3 separate regions of the Mus musculus genome follow, and all the other regions are linked to region 3. The links are chromatin contacts, called in public promoter capture Hi-C maps. All regions are on one chromosome and are shown on one strand. Each heading gives the region's core, a stretch centred on a gene start, on an enhancer-like site or on the middle of the called end of the contact. The rest is flanking DNA. Distances are from core to core; before and after follow the strand shown.

Region 1 (4,539 bases), core at 1,526-4,025, 430 kb after region 3:
GAGAAAACCATGAGGCCAATAGAGTACAGGCCTGGGAACCAGAAAGGCTCCAAGCTGACTCTGCCATCAATCAGCTCTTCCTGGGCACTTGAGCCCTGGTTTTCCTTCCTCATGGTGGCAAGACTTTAATGAGAACTCCTGAGGTCATCCCCTACTAGAGTAAAAGCAAAGGTTTGAGGACCACCCTGACCACTAGAGGCCACCCAGCCCTGAGCCTTCACATGGCACGTACGGCTCCTCCTGGCACCAGAAGTGGTTGACGGCGAAGACGATTGCAACAAGGACCAAGAACACAGCGACAGCAATGAGGCCTTGCATCCAGGGCTGAAGGTTTCCTAGACCTGGAAAAGGAAGAGGAGCTGCAGGCACAGAGAAGTCTGGGCACTCTGTAGGGTCCAGGGAGACATCTGAGTGGTCAGAATAGACATAAGGCCTGCCCACTCTTCTAAGTATGCAGGAAGGATGGGGGCTCAGACCCTACTGAAGCTTGAAGAAAACCTGAGCAGCCAAAAAGGGAACATGGCTCAGAGTTTTCCCTGAGGCTCAGGTCCCAGAGCTTCCTTCTTGCACACCCCTCCCCCGCAACAGTCACATGCAAGGCCCCCCTAGAAGTGCAAGAAAACAGGGACCAAAGGGCAGCTCCAATGGCTGGCCTAGGCCTCCCTGTCAGTCAGCTGGGAGTGGCCCCTCCTCCCTCCTGCTAGCCCAGAGAGGCCAGGCCAGGGCTGGCATCTGGAAGATCCAGTTCTAGAACATAAAGCTTCTCTGGGAGGACTAGGAGGGGTGAGGTCTGGCCAGAGCTGCTCAGCGCTGGTTGCTCAGCTGGGGTGTGGAGAGGTAAAAGAGAGAGAGTTAAGATGTTGGGTTCTAGATTGGAACCCCTTTATCCTCTCCAACAGGGTGGGCAGGGCACAAAGATCAGCGACCAGGTTAAGGTCTAGCCAAGTAGCCCTTCTACCTTTTCACCCTTGATGTCAACTCCAACCCTTAAAACTTCTTCAGGCCACTGGCAGCCCCAAGGAAAACCATTTTCCCCATTAGACTGAAGATCTCACACCCCAAAGGCAAGATACCCTGACGCTAAGAGTCTCAGGAGGAAAGAGAGGACAACAAGAGACTGGAAGGGGAGAATCCTGCCTTCAAACAAGACTGTATGACTAGAGCCATCCTATGTTATGAGAGGCTGGGCATGAAAAGACCTCAGCCTGAATCATTCCCACCCCAAAGTCCTTCTTGGAGTCCACCTAGATGCTCTTCTGCTGCAGTAATGGCTTGATTATCCTTAGTGATGTTTCCAAGGGTGACAGGTGTTGGTGAAAGAAAGGATCACGGAACTCTGGGCTGTAGCCATGGCAGCTCCAGGTTAGCAACCCCTAGTAGAAGATGCACATGATTGCTCTGCAAGGGCCCATGTTGTGGAGATATCCTTCCCACTCTGTCCAAGAAACCTGGGCTCAGGTCCATTACTTTTTCTGGTCTATGATGCTCAGGCATTGGGAACAACCCTGGGAGGTCCCCTCCCATTTTCCTTCTTCTGTGGCTCTTACAGCTAACTCCTCACAGACATCCTCCTCTTGTGGCTATGGGGAGAGCTTATAGAGCAAGGGATAGAGTCAAAAGCAGAAGAAAAATGGTCCTGGACCGGTTTCTTCGTGAATCTATATAAGTTACTCAATCTCTCTGGTACAAAACCCTTTCATACCTCCAACCTAACAGCAGCTCTGAGAGGTGGGCAGGGTAAGATTTACTGAGAATGAATTAAAAAAAAAAAAAAAACTAAGACTCAGAGTGGGACAGGAATTCCCTCATGGCCACACAGCAAGACAGAAAGAGCTTGGTGAAGAGTACCCCCACGGTGGGACGACTATGGAGAAAGTGACAAAGAGGACTTAGGTCATCCAGTCCAGGGGCTTATGCCTTTAATGTCACCACCCCCTAGCCCCCATCCAGAGCAAGCATTTGAAGGTGCACTGGGACTGGTCCCAGTCTCTGTTTCTAGCCCCAGGACTGAGTTGTCTCTGGGACAATTCCTGCTGTGAGGTTTGGATCTCAATTCCTGTTCCTCCCCTAAACCCCAGAGCCAACACATACATTCCCTGCTGTCCCACCTCTCCCCGAAGGAAAACAAATCGATTACAGAACCTAAGTCAGAGGACTGTGGCCCCGTGGTGTGTATTCACCCTCCAAAACACCACCCCATCCAACCTCAGTCACTGTTTTCCTGCCACCCCTCTCCTCCCTGAAGCCCAGGTACCCCTGTCCTGTGCTACCTTGTTGACAGCTGGCAGGTGCCACTTCCGCGAGCAGACCCAGCACGAGCAGACTGAAGGCCAACATGGCTGCAGGCAGCTGTAGGACCTCGGTCCACTGCTGGTGTTTTTGACTCCTGGAGCTGCTGGAGGTCTGGGGTGTTTGTATGAGATCAGCTGGAGAGCAGTCTGACTCTAAAGGAGAGGTTGGATTGGGTAAGGCAGAAGTGGAAAGAGGGCGGGGAGGAAGGACTGGCAGACTGGTGAAGAGAAACTGCCCTCCTCCCATGGAAATGAGCTGCCGGGCCTGGCTTATGCCCAGCCCGACGAACTGGCATTTAAGGTACCCCTTTAGAAACCAGTTCTGGGGGTGGGCCCAGGGAACTGGGGAAGTAAGGGGAAAGTCCCCGCCTTCTCCGACACTCACTCTGCCTCAGAAGTCTTCTTCTGAGCTCACCTTTCCTGGCAATGGGGCTAGGCTCCCAGGGAAAGGTGTGACATTTTCAGCCCTGCCTTGAATGAGCCCAGTGGGTGGGGCTTCTTGAAAGACTGACAGTTGGCTTGAGACAGGCTCTAGCTGGCTCAGGGAGCCAGAGGAAAACATCTGTGGACAAAAGACTCAGGGAAAGCTCAGCTGCCCGCTTTCCTTACATCAGCCCCTCCACTCACTTCTTGTTTCCGACCCACCAAGCCAGACCCTGGGACCCCACCTCACGTGAAACAGAGACTCACTTCACAGTCCCCAGCCCTGACCAGTCTGGTGATTCCCTATAGCCCAGTTCAACATTCCCTCTTGGTTCCCACAGTCCCTGATAACCTGGCAGGCCTTAGACAAGATTTGACTTGGTCAGAAGTCTCAACATCTGCCTTCAGATCCACCTCCCTTCATCACAGCAGACATCTCCCACCTTCAGTGACCTATTTATTTTATCAAATGGAGATCTGCACCCTGCTTAAAACTAACGAGGGAAGCATGGTGGATATTTGCTAGTTCTGCCTCATTCCTTTCATTCCAACCAGTGGTTCCCTGGAATGTCCAAAGCAGGTGGGAGCCCTGAGCCTGCTTCCCCTATGTGTGCATGCCTACTTCATGCACGTGTCTTAGCAATCTTCCTTTGTTCTGCTCATTCCCTGAGACTTCCAAATGCCCGGGTGCAGTCTACAGACAGGAATAGCCATGAGAAGTTCATCTGTCCCTCAGAAATCTACATCACAGGGCCAGGCATTGCAGAAGCACATCTCCCACCCAGCAGGACACACAGCATCTGCCAGACCTTCCAAACACTAGGGATGACCCAAGTACCTACTGAAGTCTGGGGTGTAAGTCCGTGGTGGACCTCCTTGTCCCAGCTACCCTAGAATATAGGAGTTGAGATGCAAGAGCAGGCTAGACCCCCTTCCTAAGGAAAGGAGGGGAGAGGATTTTTTGGCAGTCCCTGTTGCTTGCATGGTTTCCTAAAAGGACGTTATGCTCAGACCTTTCCAGTGCACACTCAGGTAGGAGATTTCATGCTGTCTTGGCTTCAGACAGGTACTCAGAAAGCCCCAGGGCACAGTCATCATGCCCATCTGTCCCCGACTACAAAACACAGAGCCTGTGATCTTGGTCCAACACGAGACTAAGTTTATGTTCTGAAGAAGCCAATATCAACCTGGCTTGACCAGATTTAGGAAATAAGGAAGCTAAGAATGGGTGGCTGCGACATTAAACACCAGCCAGGGCACTGTGGATGGGATGACACTTGTGAGGGTATCCACTGCATTGCTTGTCCCAAGGCACAGGTCTTACTTAGTTCCTGTCCAAAGGAAAAACAAAAAAACAGGACAGGTGAGAGCCTGTTTCCTCTGAGTGCATGTCTGCACAACTACTTTCATACATGTGCTGTGGGCCTGTGACCATTCCACAAGTGTCTGCAGGGAAACTCTTCATGTCTAACTCTACATGGCTAGTCTGTTCTTAACGTGGGCTGAGAATCGTCAGGAGCATGGAGGAGCTGCCTTGGTGGATGTTAATGAACAGCCAGGGAACCACTGGTTGGAATGAAAGGAATGGGGTGGAATTAGCAAATATCCAACATGCCTCCCTCATCTTAAGCAGGCTGCAGGAAACCAAGGTCAGACCACCATTTGAGAAAATGAAGAAAATCATCAGAGGTGAGAGGGAGACTTGGGAGACATGCAGCCACTGACTGGGCTGCATTAGAGAAGGCTTTGCTCAGTGCTTGGGAGGTAGGAAAGCCTGGGCGTGGTTTCTGGACAAGTGACTAACTGCTGCCCACTTGGAAACTGG
Region 2 (4,577 bases), core at 1,110-3,609, 260 kb before region 3:
CAATGGGTAGGCTTGAGAGTTGTAGGCTTCCCCACTTCCAGGCACTGCTTTTTGCTTCCTGCATATGGATAAGGATGTGATCTCCCAGCTTCGTACCCCAGCCACCTGCTGTCATGTCTCCTTTGTCATTATGGATCCCCTCCCCCCTTCTAGACCCATAAGACAGACAAACAAAAATACCACCACCACCAACAAAACAAAACAAAAACGAAACAAAAAAACAAACAAAACAAGGCCTCCGTCTATAAATTGCTTCACAAAAAATTGCTATTTTTATCACAGCAACAGCAATGTTTACATAAACCCATAGAATTTATGTAAATACCTTGTTTACAGAAACCCATGGAATTTACATTTTAGTGGAACCAGATAAACACTCGTAAGTAGAAAAGCAAAGGAAGATATGAGAGACACAAATAGGGTATTGCCTGAGCAGATATTTGAATGTAATGAGGGAACGACTTGTATGATACTTGCAGGGACAGACTAGCTAAGGGGAACAGCAAATGTAAGACAGGATTATAGTGTTGAAAATAGCAAAAGCATATCCCCATGGTGGAGGGGACAGAGGTAGAGATGACACAGAGTTGAGTGGCTAAATTGCTCAGGGCTTTGAAGGTCATGGTTAAAAACTGGCTTTTGATCTGGGAAGTCTAAGCAGAGGAGTAACATGGCCTACTCTTCAAAGGATCGTTCTGACTGCGGAACTTGGAGTATGTGGAGCAAATGTGGAAACCTCCAAGGGTGAGTAATTTGTCCCACCTCAAAGCCCAAGGTCAAGTATAACTTGATAGATAGGCAAGGAAGGATGCCAGCCAAACTGTTGGGTATGTGAATCTGAAGTTCTGAGGTATGTTCCAGGCTGGAGGTTACAGTTGTGAGTCATCAGTGCATTTGTGTTCTTTAATGTTATAAATGTGGGTAAGTTCACTGAGAAGGAAACATAGATAGAATGCTAAAGACTGAGCCCTGGAGCATGCCAAGACTTAGAGACCAGGAGATGGTGGAAAACACCAGCTAAAGAAGAGGAAAAGCAGGGGCAAATAGGGTAGAGCGGAGGGAAAGGCATTCTGGGAAGAACTCTGTAAATAGTGCCTGCTCTGGTTTGAATCTGAAATGTTCTCAATAAGCTCATGTGTTGAACACTTGGTCCCCAGCCAGTGGCACTATTTTGGGAGGCTGTGGAAACTAAAGAGGTTGGGCAGAAGAAGGTCACATGGGGTAAGACTTTGAAGGCTATAGCCCAGACCTTGGTTCTGGTCCTGAGTTCTGCTTGCTGTTTTCTGTGATGTGAATGGCTGTCTTCTACCACGTGTTCTACCACAGCCATGATGGCACGCCCATTCACATGGGACTGAGCAACTATAGAACCCTCTGAAACAGGAGCTAAATCAAACCTTTCCTTTTAACATTGTTTCTGTCTGGTATATGGGTCACAGAGATACAAAAGTAACATAGAGTGTCAGGAGTCACAATAGGAGACTATAAAAAGGAGAAAAACTAAAGGGTAAGATTTCAAGTTATCACTGGTTGGTATGTCTCCCCTAGAGTTGACTGAGACATAACATGCAAGGGCTTTCTAACTGAGCTACCCATAAGTGGATCAAGTTGCCTTAAGTAATAAGCAAGATCCTGGCTCCAATAAATCCTGGGGGGATTGGTTGCTGGGGAGACCTGCCCCAATAGTGCTCTCTTCCCCCATCCCCCTGCCCACCTCCCCCCTGTGTGTGTGTGTGTGTGTAGGGGGTGTCTGATGGCCTGGTCAGAAGGGAATGAAGTATTGAGAATAAAGGAAAGAAAGTTAGCCCGGAAAGGGATGCAGGACCAGATGGAGGAGAGCTCCCACAGAGCCCAAGAACACTTGCCAGCACCTGCTAAAGGAAGGAAAGAAAGCAGAAATAAAAGAGATTGTAGGAGCCAAAGGAGGCACTGACCACTTGGTTCTCTTGAGCTGGTTTTCTTCTCATAGCTTGGTCAAGATTTGTTGAGGCCAGACATGCCCAATGCTCTGTGTGCTCTCCCCAGGAGGCACTGGGGGAGGTACCCAATGGTGTTTCCTTAATCACCAACCACATAGTTAGCCCCTTGAGAATGCCAAGGCCCTGTCCTGGGGCTGCTCTATGGGTTCACTGTAAGGAATTGGGCAGACAACTCTTCTGGTGCCTCGGTCTTTGGTAGAAGCAGTAGATGTTGTGTACTAGAGGTTACTGGATGGGCTCACAAACATTGTCCCTGGAATGCCAGTTGGACAGAACCTGATGACCTTTCCTTTAGAGAACAATGAGGCCCGGGCCTTCTGAGGACTCCTATTGGTGGAGTGGGGTGAATTTCCTCTCCCCAGAGTGATAGGCTGGAGGCCAAGACTGACCTTTACGGATTCCCAAAAGGACCCAAGCCTCTCTGGCAGTAAGTGTAGCACCTCTAGTCCTTGCCCCTCACATTGTACCCTTGGGCATGGGGTAAGTAAGGGGAAGTCTTTTGCATGGATGGAGGAGTGGTGGCTTCTTGAAGTGCTAAGGAATTAGATGGTTATCTTCTCTAGAAACTAAGTACTCCCAGAAGGCTGAGTCCCTACCCCCTTTAGACCTAGCGTTTCTCATCTGTAAATAGCTATAATGATCCCTTAAGGAACCTGGAAGTCTAGTGTTGAGCTGGAGAATGAGGAGGGAGGGGAGGAATGGAGAGAACAGGAAGAGTGACTAGTGAGGAGGTCAAGGAGGGGAGTGAAAAAAAAGCTGTGCATTAGGCACACCAGCCAGCCAGCCTTTCTCTCTCTCTCACTGCCTTAGTGTGGATCTCCTTGTGCATTGGATTCCTGGGGCTGTGTTCTGTGCTAATAGGAAGCTGCATACTCTTTCTGCACTGGAAGAAGAACTTGCAAAGAGAAGAACGTGCCCAGCAGTGGGTGGAAGTGATGAGAGCTGCCACATTCACCTACAGCCCACTGTTGTACTGGATAAACAAGCGGCGTTACCATGGCATGAATGTAGCCATTAACACAGGCCCTCCCCCTGCTGTCACCAAGACCGAGCCGGAAGATCAGAATTCAGATTCTTTGTGGGAGTTGGATCTCTCTGAAGGCAGGAACTTCGTTGTACAAGACAGCAGCCCCAGAGGTGAAGCCTCTGATCTCTTGCAACATGTTTTGGGGATTCCAAAGCAGCCCCAGTCTTCAAAAATGTCACAGCCTCGGACTGACTCCCCATTCCCACTTCCCATCTTTCAGGAGGTGCCCTTTGCCCTGTCCCTCTGCCACCTGCCTCCCATGTTGAACCACTCTGTCTCCTACCCTTTGGCCAACCGCCCTGAAAGGAATGTTCCTTTCTGTTCCCTCCCAACACTGGCCCACGGAACAAACTGCTTTAATGCCAAGCCTTTTGCTTTAGAGCTGTAGTTTCCTCTTAGTGAGGGTGGGAGCTGCAAGTACCAAAGGCTCCCTTTGGTAGAAAACAGAGATAACCACAAGGAGTTGGTACTGACAAGGAGACCACAGCCACCTGGTGAGAGGTTTAAAGCCACAGATTTAAAAAAATAATAATAAAGTCCAAGTTTTCCTGTCTCATTTGCTCCTAGAAGGGCAGTGCCTTTTGTCCCAGCCAATGTGACTGTGGTGCTTTGTAAACTGGTTATAAGTTTCACCACTGCATATGGGAATCTGAGATTACCATTTGGGAGATGCTGAACCAATACTTGTGGCTGGACTGACTCAACATCCCTCCATCCAGTGTTTAAGACTGAATGAGCGCCAGGCTCTGACCTAGGTCTTCAGGCACTGCTCTTCAGCAGGGGGGGAAGCACAGATGGCACAAGAGGACAGTAGTTGAGAGCTATGGTGGCCTACATTGGCTATGTCATAAACCTAACAAATGCCAGTATGGTTTAGCTGGACTGTTGTTTGCCATGTATTGCTTCTTGGCTGGCTGTCTTTGTCCTTTATTTCTAGTGGTCCCAAGAACAATGCCAAATGGCAGTTCTGACCCTCCTGTTCAGATGCAGACATGGGTTTCCAGGATGTATACCTTGGTGGTTCCACAGCTAGCTCTCTAGTTCACGTTTTCCTGGCATCTCATTTCTAGTATTTCTACCACACCCCACGGTGTCTTTTCTTAGCACTGTCTTGTTAGAACAGTTTGGCTAAAAGCATTAGGGTATGAGGGTTGTTGACTGGCAAATGGGTCAGAGCATCTTCTAGAATTACACCTATAGTTTGTATCTTATCCCCTTTCTCCTTTTCTCCCATCTTCTCTTTTGAGATGAGGGCTATTTTAGTCCAGGCTGGCTTGGAACTTATGCCAGGTTGCCGTTAAACTCTTGATCCTCCTGCCTCAGTCTTCTGAGTGCTGGTATTACAGGTTTGTGTCCCTATACTTGGCTTTATTGCTTATATCTTTAGATTTTCTTTAATTTTGTGTGTATGGATGTTTTACTTTCATGTATGTCTGTGCTTGTGGACGTCAGAAGAGGGTATCAGATCCCCTGGAACTGACGTTAGACAACTGTGGCCCTCTATGTGAGTGCTGGGAATTGAACCTGGGCCCCCTGGAAAAGCAGCCAGTGGGTTTTTTGTTTGTTTGTTT
Region 3 (4,658 bases), core at 1,318-3,817:
TCAAGACAGGGTTTCTCTGTGTAGCCCTGGCTGTCCTGGCACTCACTTTGTAGACCAGGCTGGCCTCAAACTCAGAAATCCGACTGCCTCTGCCTCCTGAGTGCTGGGATTAAAGGTGTGCGCCACCACGTCCGGTTCAAACCATGTCTTGAAAAACCAAAAATACCTAAAATACCATAAAAACAAAAACAAACAAACAAACAAACAAACAAACAAAAAACAAATCAGAGAGACCATTAGATAAATTGGGGCAAGGAGCTAAGAAGTGGAACTGTTAGAGAAAACTCTGATGAATGGTACAGCAAAGAAGGTAGATTTCCCAGCTAGTGTCACATGCTGTGATTATGACAGCTGTGAGATAAAAATTGCCAAAGAGGAAGGTAGATTAAATTGATGTTCATATAGGACTGTTTGGTAAAGTGAAGGGTCAGAGTAGAGCATTGGGGGTAGACCATGACAGTGGTAGTCTGTCATATTTCATTCTCTGTGAACCATAGACACAACACTTGGAAACACTAATTAGAAGTAGACCACATTTCCAGTTTAGACATACATACCAATCCAAGGAGCTAGCAATCTGTACGCACCATTAGCCTTTGGATCTGAAAGGGAAACAATGACTTAACAAGAAAAGGGATAAATAAGGCAGCCCCAAGGTAACTGTGGTTGAAGCCATGGGTTTCTATGATACCCATAGAAACTGTCCATTGGTAAACTGTCTAAAGTCACTGTCCATTTTCTCATATCCCCCTCAAGCTCTGTCCTAACAGTCAGGCTTAGGAAGGTAGGATTTGTGTGTGTTCGCTTAGTTATCCTATGTGTTCTGGAAGGAAACAATTAGATATTTCAAATCTGGAACAATTAACAAGACTAAACATCTTAACTTGATTAAATAACAAACAAAGATAAAGATTTTAGGCTAAGGGATTTGGTTTTTAGTACTGTGTGTTGTTGGCCATATGCTAGGTTGTAGCCTGAGAGAATGGTAGAGTGTGTAGGGTCATACTCTTTCAGAATTTGACAGGGCAAGTAACAAAGAGGAAAGTGCTTATCTCTTCACAACAGCATGTTATGCTCACCTGATCGCCCCAGAATCACTTTCATGTAGTCAGGGTCATAGACAGTTAAGTAGGCCTTGCTTCCCCAGAACCATCTAGGAAAGGCACTTGGGAAGTTCTCTATGCACGACACAATTTCCTGTAGTTCTTGGTCACCTTTGAACTTCTGTTGAAGAAAAGATAAGTTCGTGGGACTCTTGCCTAGTTTTTGGACTGGAGACAAGAGTAGAGCAAGCACAGGAACATAGCTGTTTTTTTCTGAAGTTGCCAGGAAGGTGGGGCAGTTCGATGAACTGTCTGTGCTATCACTCATAGCTTTACTATGTGGGTATGGGTTCTGAGCTGAATCTGAGAGTCCTGTTGGATGGAGCTGTGTTCCTCAGAGGAATCACAGTGTCAGATCCTCAGATCTTCAGAGAACGTGGCATACCCATGTCTTTCTAAGAACATCTATTGCACAATCCTTTGTTGTGCACATTTTCATGTATCCTCCTATTTGGCTCTGTACTTTATTTCCTGGGGTGATAATGCAATGGGTCAGTACTGTCCCTTCCCAGTTCCCTTTCTGGGTAATTTCATACACTTGTGCCAGGCTCTTTAGCTGAACCCTGTGGAACAAGAAAGTGATGCTGTGCTTGAATCCAAGTATCTTATATTGCAGGGTGTGTGGAAAGAGGAAGAAGAGCCACATAGCCCTGTAGAAATACTAACATTAGTGTTCACATATGAGGGTCCTACCCACCCTTTCCCTTTAATGTGCCATGACTTTGGGATTTCAATTTGTAATTTACCCATCCTGAAAATTCTAGTCTTGGTCAGCCACTCACTCAGCCCAGCAGTGTGAACCCTTCCTGTGCCTGATAATTTCTAAGATGTGCACCATTGTTACATCAAGAACTTCAAGGGGCAAGGTTTCTGTCTCTCTGATGTTTGCATTCCCAGGCAAACCCAGGGCTTGGGAGAGAATAGCCATAAGTAACTTGTCAAGGAACTACTTAAAAGTTGTTTGAGAACAGTAGAGATATTAAAGGTACTCAGCCAGAAGAGGAGGAGGAGACTAGGTAGGACCAACCAAAGCTTTCAAAGTGCAAGACTATCAGTATAGAGTTGAGCAACAGTCAGACAGTAACGCTATTGTTGGGATGACATGCCTCAGCCTGAGCTGGGCATCTTATGAAGCTCTTGGACTCTTTATATATCAGGATTTTCCTTGTGAATTTGATGGCTGGTCTCTGAGACACCCATCTTCCCTTCTCTTCCACCCATCCTTCTCTTTCCTTCATACCTCATGCCCAAAGAACCAGTGAAAAGGAGGTGATGGGAACTGCTGGAAAGCCTTGAGTAGCCATTGCCTGTGGAGGTAGAACTGGACAGCTTTCACCAGCAGCAGGAGCAGACCGAGCACAGAGGCCACTTGGAGGAAGCCAGAGAGGCTGTCTGCAAATCGGGTTGGGCTTAGAGCAGAGACACTCATAGTTCATCCACTCTTCTGTTGCTGTCCTCACTCTCACTAATCCTTTCTACCTCCTGCCTAAATCCTGTAAGGATTGCCCGCCTACCTGTGGGAGGGAGAAGGGTGAGGCTGACCAATCTTGATCTCAAAGTTCAGTTGGTTAAATAACAGGAATGATTTACCTTGGGAATCAGAGACACAATTTTTTCTTTCCAGCTGCCAGTGCCTACCTGTGTCTACTTTCCTCTCGTGCGAGTCAAGAACATTGACTTGTTTCCACACCTGTACTGCATGCATAAATTAAGCAGAACAATTATAATATCCTTAAATATTCTTCCACTTATTTTTAATCTTTTCTTGCAAAGTTTTACTAAATTATTAAATATCAAACAAGGTTGTCATATAAAAATAAATATCTTGTTGAAGTCCTGTGTGATAAGGGGATCCTCACACACTGGCTCTTTCCCAAGCTCCATAGCTTAAGTCTGTGGCTTTATTTGTTGTTTTTGGGAGGTGTTTGGGTTTCCATGTCAGACCAAGTATCTAATAGTTTTTTTTTGAATTGTCCATGCCAAATGGATGGTGAGTGGTTGCTGATTCAGACTGGAAAACATATAGGCACTGCTGCTCTTATACATCTAGGTAGGCTAGTCTCATGGGTAGTCCATGCCTGGGGATGCCAAGGACACTCGTGCTTGTTTTGCTTTGGGGGAGCTAATGGGTTTCTTTCCATTCCTTGGCACCTTCTTGTGGGTTTTTTTTTTTGTTGTTGTTTTAAAATAGATAGCATACAGTTGAATTTCATTTAAAAAAAATCTATTTAGCCAACCTAACTCTGTTACTTGGAGAGTTTAGTTCACTTTTGAGAAGTTTTTGCTGTAGACTCTAGTGTTAGTCTACCAAGGCCTTGCTTATATGGGACTTGGAATACTTCTCTTGGTTTTAGAATTTCTTGTCTTGGACTTTTGAGAGCTTGAATATAGTGTGTCTTCAACAGGACCAAATCAATTGAATCTAAATGGGCCCTTTGCATTTACTGTACTTGGGTGCCCATGTATTTCTCAGTAAATACAGGAAAGCTTTCAGCTATTATTTATCTAAATAGCTTTTCTTATTTAGGGTTTTACTGATGTAAGCAAACACCATGACCAAGGGAACTCTTACAAGAACAAAATTTAATTGGGCCTGGCTTACATGTTTAGAAATTCAGTTCATTATCATCAAGGCATGAACATGCCAGCATCCAAGCAGGCATGGTGCAGGAAGAGCTGAGAGTTGAACATCTTGTTCTGAAGGCAAACAGAAGAAGACTGGCTTCCAGAAAGCTAGGACGAGGGTCATAAAGACCATGCCCACACTGGCACACTTCTTGTAACAAGGCCACACCTCCAAATAGTGCCAATCCCTGTGCCAAGCATATTCAAACTACTACAGCTTTATTTGTTTATGTGTTTACTTATGATTTACTTGTATGCATGTGCCACATGAATGGCATATGTGTGGAGGTCAGAGGACAATTTACAGGAGTCAGTTTTCTCCTATCATGTAGGTTCCAGAGATGGAACTCAGGTCTTGGTCCAGATGAAACTTGGTAGCAAGCACTTCTAACCACCAAGCCACCTCATTAACCCACTTGAAACAGGTTTCTTTTCATTTGGTAACTCGTATAATGTGATCATTTTTCACTTAATCATATCTCGTTGGTCTTATAGAACTTAGTCTTTACCTTTTTCCTATTTATTTTTCTTTTGTCTGGCTAGGTTATCTCAAAAGCCTCTCTTCAAGCTCAGGATTCTTCCTTCTGGGTGATATAATCTGTTACTGCCACTCAACTGTGTCTTTAGTTGATTTATTAAATCCTCTGTGGCTTCTCTTTTATGATCTGTATTTCCTTTTCTGAGTTTCTCGTTCAGGTGATACTTTTTGTTTGTTTTGTTTTTAACAAAGTGTGTATTCTTCCACATCTTGTCAAGTTTCCTTAAAAATCATCATGTTGAGCTTTGCTTTTCTTGATGGCAACCCACTGATATTTTTTTGTTCTGTGGCACTTACTAGAAAGATATTTTTATTATGTTAGCTGTGCCTTTATTAGGATCCATGTCACTTGCCTTTGCTGCTTTTATAGGATAGCTTTTTCCCCAGCAAGG

The links. Promoter capture Hi-C pulls out the DNA fragments that hold promoters and counts their contacts.
Region 1: a contact with region 3 is called in a promoter capture Hi-C map of hippocampal neurons, with 4 times the contacts expected there. The contact joins the promoter of Pdzk1ip1 here to the promoter of Cyp4a10 in region 3. A contact is called at or near these places in 3 of 39 promoter capture datasets (embryonic stem cells, hippocampal neurons and liver) and 1 of 9 other capture datasets (embryonic stem cells).
Region 2: a promoter capture Hi-C map of liver shows a contact between it and region 3, with 2.6 times the contacts expected there. The contact joins the promoter of Tex38 here to the promoter of Cyp4a10 in region 3. A contact is called at or near these places in 2 of 39 promoter capture datasets (embryonic stem cells and liver).

The regions. Positions count from the first base shown.
Region 1 is chr4:115,086,944-115,091,482 of GRCm38.p6, reverse strand. It overlaps Pdzk1ip1 (PDZK1 interacting protein 1), which reads right to left and starts at 2,775. Exons shown (of 4, transcript NM_001164557.1): 1 at 2,271-2,775; 2 at 233-341. The coding sequence starts at 2,538.
Region 2 is chr4:115,778,816-115,783,392 of GRCm38.p6, reverse strand. Tex38 (testis expressed 38) reads left to right here and starts at 2,359. Exons shown (of 2, transcript NM_029196.1): 1 at 2,359-2,406; 2 at 2,790-3,559. The coding sequence starts at 2,406. The coding sequence ends at 3,394.
Region 3 is chr4:115,516,196-115,520,853 of GRCm38.p6, reverse strand. Cyp4a10 (cytochrome P450, family 4, subfamily a, polypeptide 10) reads right to left here and starts at 2,567. Exons shown (of 13, transcript NM_010011.3): 1 at 2,344-2,567; 2 at 1,080-1,224; 3 at 558-602. The coding sequence starts at 2,532.